Linked DNA regions of Rattus norvegicus: region 1 is linked to region 2. A link is a contact called in public Hi-C data. All regions are on one chromosome and are shown on one strand. The core of a region is the stretch at or near the end of the contact, and the rest is flanking DNA. Distances in the headings are between cores, read along the strand shown.

Evidence for each region. Hi-C and Micro-C count contacts between places; a contact is called where the count stands out from the background.
Region 1: a Hi-C map of the Rat2 cell line shows a contact between it and region 2, with 13 times the contacts expected there. The contact joins two enhancer-like sites. A contact is called at or near these places in 4 of 12 Hi-C or Micro-C datasets (the A7r5 cell line, the Rat2 cell line, Schwann cells and 1 more).

The regions. Positions count from the first base shown.
Region 1 is chr20:36,920,873-36,924,388 of GRCr8, forward strand. No RefSeq gene overlaps it. Among named protein-coding and RNA genes, the nearest start is that of Hsf2, 440 kb to the right of the region's middle. Within about 2 kb of position 1,474, at least 8 of the 93 cell types and tissues checked have an H3K27ac peak or open chromatin away from gene starts, as enhancers often do.
Region 2 is chr20:36,685,400-36,688,942 of GRCr8, forward strand. No RefSeq gene overlaps it. Among named protein-coding and RNA genes, the nearest start is that of Gja1, 380 kb to the left of the region's middle. Within about 2 kb of position 1,857, at least 9 of the 93 cell types and tissues checked have an H3K27ac peak or open chromatin away from gene starts, as enhancers often do.

The DNA.
Region 1 (3,516 bases), core at 224-2,723, 240 kb after region 2:
AAGGTGCTACTCAAGAATTGTTTATTTTGCATGGACAAAGTACAGTGACTACAGATACTACCCACATGAAGCATCACTGAAATCCTTAACCAAAAAGAAGTCCTATAATTCCTATATCAGAAGAAGGAGGGAGGGAGGGAAAGACAGAGACAGAGAAAGGCAGAGATCTGTTAAACCTTATCAATAGACTGCTATTGTGCTCAATCAGGAACCCCTGCAAGATCCCTCTTTTGAATGGCAAAATGTATTCTTTTGTTTTCCACCTAAGGAATGACTGTGTAAGACACAATTCTCAACACTTTAGAGTATGAATCTAAAAGTACAGGAAAAAGTAAGCAGTGTATGTTCCTGTGTTATGATTAATCTTTCATTATCTCTTGGTTTCTTCTTATGAGCATAGGTGTTTATAAAAAATATGATTTTTTTAGTCTAATGAATTGAGATCAACTTGTAAACATCAGTATCTTAATTTCAAAGTATATTTGAAGTTGAGTTTTAATATTAGCTAGTGAGGAGTTGGGGATTCAGCTCAGTGGTAGAGCGCTTGCCTAGCAAGCGCAAGGCCCTGGGTTCGGTCCTCAGCTCCGGAAAAAAAATATTAGCTAGTGAATCATTTGCCTTATGAGGATACCCATAAGGGCACTGTGCACTTACATGTGTGCGTGTGTTTGAGCCTGCAAATAGATGCCTGTGTTTCTGTATTTTCATACCTATAATGAATTCTAGCAGCACTGTATGTCACTTCTACAATCCAATCGTAAGATAGCTCATCTTTTTACTATAAGTCTTTAAAATAATAGCATTTTTTTTCTGTCTCACTGGTTAATGTAGATTTCACCCTGGCATGGTTTCCTGGAGATAGTAACTCTTTGTCAATTTATTAATGTTGCCGATTTACTGAACTTAAAAGCCTAGAGCAGACCACAAGGATGTAGTTAGGAAAGTGTGTGGATGGCACTGTTGCCTTCGCTCCTGCTAGAACAAGGGGGAAAGGTCTAATTGTTGCTATTTGGGATAGAATGTGGTCTGGCTTGCTTCACTAGAAGCCATGCTGGGAGCTAGAGCTGTTCACACATATACAGACTGAAATGAAGCTCCAACTTTCTTGCAGAGTGAGATGAATCAGCAAAGATCAGGGAAGGGAGGGTGTGGAGTCCTGGAGGGCCAGTGGGAAGAGGACAGGTATGCTGCCCGGAGGGACTGGGGAGTATCACAAAGTTCTCACCAGCAAGCTGAAGCAGAGCCGAATTCACTGAATTCTTAGGTCCCTGGGTGTTGGCAGCCCTTGTGAGCTTCAGCCTTTGCCTACGTGTAGACCACGAGAAAGGCAATTACTGGCAGAACTAGTTAGATGTCTTTTAAAGTGATGGGATTCAAGAACTGACTGGTTCATTTTATGGTACTTGCTCACTCACAAGTCAAGGTCTCTTGACTCATTCTGTATCTTTTCGAAATCCAGGGGCCTTTGCTAAGTAGCATTTGAATATGATTCACTCCTGACAGTTTCAGACATTCTGGAAAACACTTCAAACTTAACATTCCAGTCTAATACCATGCATTATGGAGGTATGAGCTAACCATCTTTCTTTTATACCCACATATGTACATGTGGATTAAACCATGATGGTATTGGACTGATTTTAAAGTATGTCTTCAGGAGGCTAATAGTCTCTCTCTCTCTCTCTCTCTCTCTCTCTCTCTCTCTCTCTCTCTCTCTCTCTGTGTGTCTGTGTGTGTGTGTGTGTGCATTTGCACACATGTATGTTCATATATTTTAAATTTAAATATTTCAATTAGCCACTGTAAAATGGATGATATTTTTGAAACTTCCTGAAAGAAAACCTGGGCTAATGAGAGGAAAAGACACATTTCCTAGTTTATGTACGATTGAGCACAATAGCTTTCTGGTTGACAGAAGTGGGTGATGCTAAGCACAGGTAGTTGGCATGATTGGAGCTGGTACAGGGCAGTTAGAGTGAGGACAACTGATCTTCACTTAGGAAGGCTAAGCCATGACAGTCTCTATTTTAGCTCATCATAGCCATCAATAGTGTTGTTACATAACACGTTACTTCTCTTTCCTTATGCTCAAGTTACTTAAATGACGCTTTGACTACAAGATAGTTGTAACCACATTCGTTTTAACCACCCACCACAGAGCCCTCTTCACACTTAGGATCATACACAGTACTCCTAAGTTTTCTACTCAAGGAGTTCACGAAGAAGTACTGAATGTGACGGAAATCAAGACAGAGATATGAGTATAGGGCAACACAGTACATTTAGCCTCATGTGAAATCCATGCTTAACCTGAAAATAGACAAAGAAATATTCATTAATTTTGTTAAAATTCTGTAAATCTTGTTAATTGATTTTGTATCACACTGAATATACACATAGATGATAGATGAAGGAAATAAAAGCCAATATACAAAGAAAACAGACAAAACCGTTCAACACAGAAATGAGAATTATATTTTAATAACTTTTTGAGACAGTGTCTCACAGTTTAACCCTGGCTGTACTAGAATTCATTATGTAGACGAAGATGGCCTTGAAATAATATAGGTAAATTGGTCTTTGCTTCTCAAGTACTGCAATTAAAGATGTGAAATATCATGCCCAGCAGAAAAAATTATTTAAAATCAATGTATAAGCCATATCTGAAAGTTACTTAACACGTATGCATAGAAAAATATAAAATGCTTCAAGGAGAAGCCCAGAGTTCACAACAGATAAGAGCATTGGCATCTTTAAGACAGGACCCAAATTCTATTTCCAGCACCCCTATGGTGGCTATGACCATTTGTAACTCCAGCTCAAGGGAATCCAGTGGTTTCTTTTAACCTCTGTAGATACCAAGCATGTGTATGGTGCACATACATGCATTCAGGAAAACAGTCATGCACACGAAATAAAATAAATGCAAAACATTTTTACAACTTTTCAAAAATATATTCGTGGAGAAAAGTTATTTAACCAGTCAAAAGTTCAAATAAGTTATTCCTGGGTATTTTTAATGTTTTGTAAGTGCTTGGAAGACTAATTTTCACAAATGAGGCATGTAAGGGAAAACTGCATGGATTGACAACCTATTTGCTAAACAATTGATACTAGTTATCTATTTGATGAGTGATTGAAAAGCCTTTTAGTTTTTACACTTTAAAATTTCACCAACATTATTCTAGAATAACACTTTCAAGAGTCCTTTAGTAGTAGAATTAAACTTCCTACTTTCTGTGCTCTGCTCACAGTCAGGATAACTTAGAACTGGAAACAATGGATCTCACGTCAGGTTGCTTCTCGTTACGTCTGTGCACCAAAGAAGAGTTTGAAACATCGGCGTGGAGAGTCTGTCATTTGATGTGTGAATACTGCAGACTTGTTCCTCACAGTTTCCCTCCCTGTTCATATTTAAGTGCACAATATGGAATGTAAGCAGGCAGTCTACTGTGATAACTGCTCAATTACAATAGCACGAGATAGTGATCTGCACCCCCCCCCAACGATAATCAT
Region 2 (3,543 bases), core at 607-3,106:
GTTCTTCATAAATGATGTGTATATGTGTGGGTCTGTGCATATGTGAGTGCAGATGTCCATGAAGGTGAAGCCCAGAATAGGGAGGCAGACCTCCCTGGAGCTGTAGTTACAGGCAGTCATGAGGACTCCACTCAGATAATCTGGAAGAGCATCAGGTACTCTTCACTGCTGAGCTCTCTCTCTAGCTCCCACTTAGACCTCAGTGAATAATGTTGTCTTCTAAGTACATACACGTTATTTAAATTCTGTTCATACAAAATTAATTTATCTTGCACTGCTTATAATAGAGTCCCAGATACTGAGTAATATATAGAGAAAAAAAATTGTTATTAGCTCGCAGTTGTGGAGAACAAAAAGCCCAGACAGTTGGGCAATGCCTTCTGGGTGTGTCCCGTTGTGGCATGAAGTGAGGGAGCTAACCACATGAAAAGGGTTAAACAAGAAAGAGACAGAGGAATGGCTCACCTCGCTATTGTATGTCCTTTCTCACGAGAGTTACTTCAGTCCTTTAAGGAATAATCCATTCAGAGAGCAATATTAATTTCCATAAGGCAGTCATGACCCAGAAAATATTACATTTAATGTTATTTGTAAAATTCCTGAATTATTCTGCCGTGCCCATACTATATGCAAAGTATCACTGCTGTTATCAATTATTTACGACACTGTGGTGCTGAGGTATAATTTAGCAGTTCTTGGTATGACTCAGGTATGTCACTTTCTAAAAAATAATTCCAATTATGCATCTATAGAGGGCTCAATATACAAAACACTTTTGAGGTCTACGGCGATGGAAAGGTCAATAAAATGTTTGTCTCACAACATGAGGACCTATAGTCTATCCTGAGAGCCCGTATTGGGGAGGCGGGAAAGGGAGAGCTCTTCCTACTCTCTTCGGTGAGTCTCAGTGATGGTGGTGGACCTGGAGATAACACTCACTATTATCCTCGGATCTCCATGTGAACCAGCACACAAAAACAAACAAAAAACAACGGCGATGAAATCTTCAGTAAAAAATAAAAGTAAGAAAAAGCTATGATCACACCTTAAATCATTGATTTACCAAGAGAAGAGAGATCAGAACTTAAAACTACATTAAGCTTTGTTTTCTGATACTTTACATGCCTATCAGCGACAGTGGAGGCGTGTAAGACTTCATTCTGCCAGAGCTACTTTTCTAGGAGAAACTGAGTCAGGGGAGTAATGTTTAAGGTCACTCTGTGAGTCAACTCCTTTGCTGGGAATGAAAACCCCGGGTGGTGACTCACTTCATTCTAGGTGGTGAGCTCAGGCCGCAGCCCACAGCAGGCATGCCCTGTCAGCCTGAGGCCAGCGGCTCATTTACAGAAATCATAACTGTCTTCAATTGCAGCAGACGGAATGTTATCGACATTGACATTTGCCCTCAAAGAATGCTGACACGGAAGGGGGAATTTTAACCTCTTTACTTACATCGTTAAGACTTTAAAAATTCGACAACCGTCTAAAATATTCATATACATCCCTTATTGCCAAATTTAACATTCTCAGCTTCAGACCACTAACGACCCAAAGGACCTCTGTAACTTCCTACTCTGCAGTAAGCACTCTGACTCTTCGATTGTAACTGAGAAAAGATGTTCAAGTGCTGAACGGGTTGGCGGGGTTTTTTTGTTTTGTTTTTTGTTTTTCCCCGTTTATATGAGTCGCTTTTCTATTGGTGTGATAAAATACCATGGACAAAGGCAGCAAAAGAAAAGTACGTTTGGGCTGACTCAGCAGAAGCATCCTTAATAGCGAGAGAGGCTTGGCAGAGAGTGGCTGGAGCCGGAAGCTGAGAATCACACTTTTACCTGCGAGTACCAAACAGAGAGGGGGGAATCGGAAGTGGGGGTGAGGCTTTGAACTCTCAAAGTGAGTCCTTAGAGAGTTACCTCCTCCAACAAGGTTACATCGCCTCTCCAAACAGCGCCACCTACTGGACACCAAATAGTCGAGCTTACGGGGGTCATTTCTCATTCAAACCACCTCATTGTATCGATCAGGGACAAGGGCACACACATTTGGTTTGCTAGCTGCTTAAATAAGTAGTGAGTGTGTCAGACACTATTCAAAGTGGTCACATAATCCACCAGGGTTCTCATTCCTCAGTTCCTGGGTCCCTGAGTAGATTAAGCCACGTTGCCCGGGAGATGAGCATGGAATAAGAAACCTCATTTCGAAGACATATAAATTGTTTGGTATATACATTGAAAGTGAGCTGTTGCTAGTATGTAGCTTGTTACAGGTCAGAATGACATGTTCATAAACACGTGGATGTGTACATACCTTTTAAAGTTGGACTCTTAGGCTAGCCATAGTAGAACAAAAGTGAGCTAAAAATATTGATTGATTATATTAATAATGTCGCAATATGTTATACATAAATGTACTGTGTATGTACATATTTTGAGACAAGGTAGTCCAGGCTAGCCTTGAAGTTGGGATGATTCTTAGCCCCCACTTCTTAAGTGCTAGAATTGTAGGTTTGCAATCACACGCTTGGCTGACTCAAGCATGTTCTCAGACTTCACTGTAGATGTGCAGAATCTAGTTGAGCCGTGATTACACATAAGCAACTTAAAGTACAATATAAAAGTCACCAGTAACTTCCAGTGGAGACTTGATACAGAATTACCATTCTTCTATGGTTAACAATCTGTATATCTGTCTTTTAATGACACTTTATAATTCAGTATTCAAAACTGATTTAGAAAAAAGGTATCATGTTTCCCCTCAGAAATATGGTTGTGCGATTTAAACAAAAGGGATTTCTGTGTCCAAAGGCAATAAGTTATACTGGAAAGAAAGAGAACACTCCACTTAGGGTTTCATGCAAATACCATTTCCGTGACTAAGGAGCACTGTTTAAAGAACTGCGATGTGGAAAGCCACATACATGAACAGGAGAGAGGCCATGTGCTCTGACTCACACACTGTGCCTGGTTTTTAACCACTCCCTTACTCTTCTCATCCCTCTGATTCCTGCATGCAAGGGCAGAGTACTCCCTTGTTTGTCTGCTCTCTTCATTTTGCTAGAAAAGCTACTTCGTGAACTGTCATTGTTTTACCTCAGTCTTTCTGTACATGTGATGAAAGTTTTAAAAACAAAAGTTATCAGATATGGGGTTGGTCCTACGATGAAGACTCAAATTGGCAGTGCAAAGGGATGTCAGTAAGCCTCGTCCCCAGAGGTTACACCACCTGGGCAGCGTGTGATAGTGTGGGACTGCGGTCCATGAGTTCTAGTCCTATCAACATCATTAATGTTATCCTTAGACAAAATATTATGCTGAAATCACTTGCTTTTTTTAATGACTCAAAACGAGTATAATTTCAAATGTATTTGAAAAACAAGTGTATTTGCCATTAGCATTTCTTTAGAATATTTAAAAATATTCGCCCATTTTCAAAATGGCAGTTTTGAAATTTATTTACTTGGAAGAATTTCTTATAACAGATGACTTCTTTTTAGCATCGTCATGCATTTTACCCAATCGGAGTCTTGAGTTTTAGTAGTGTATG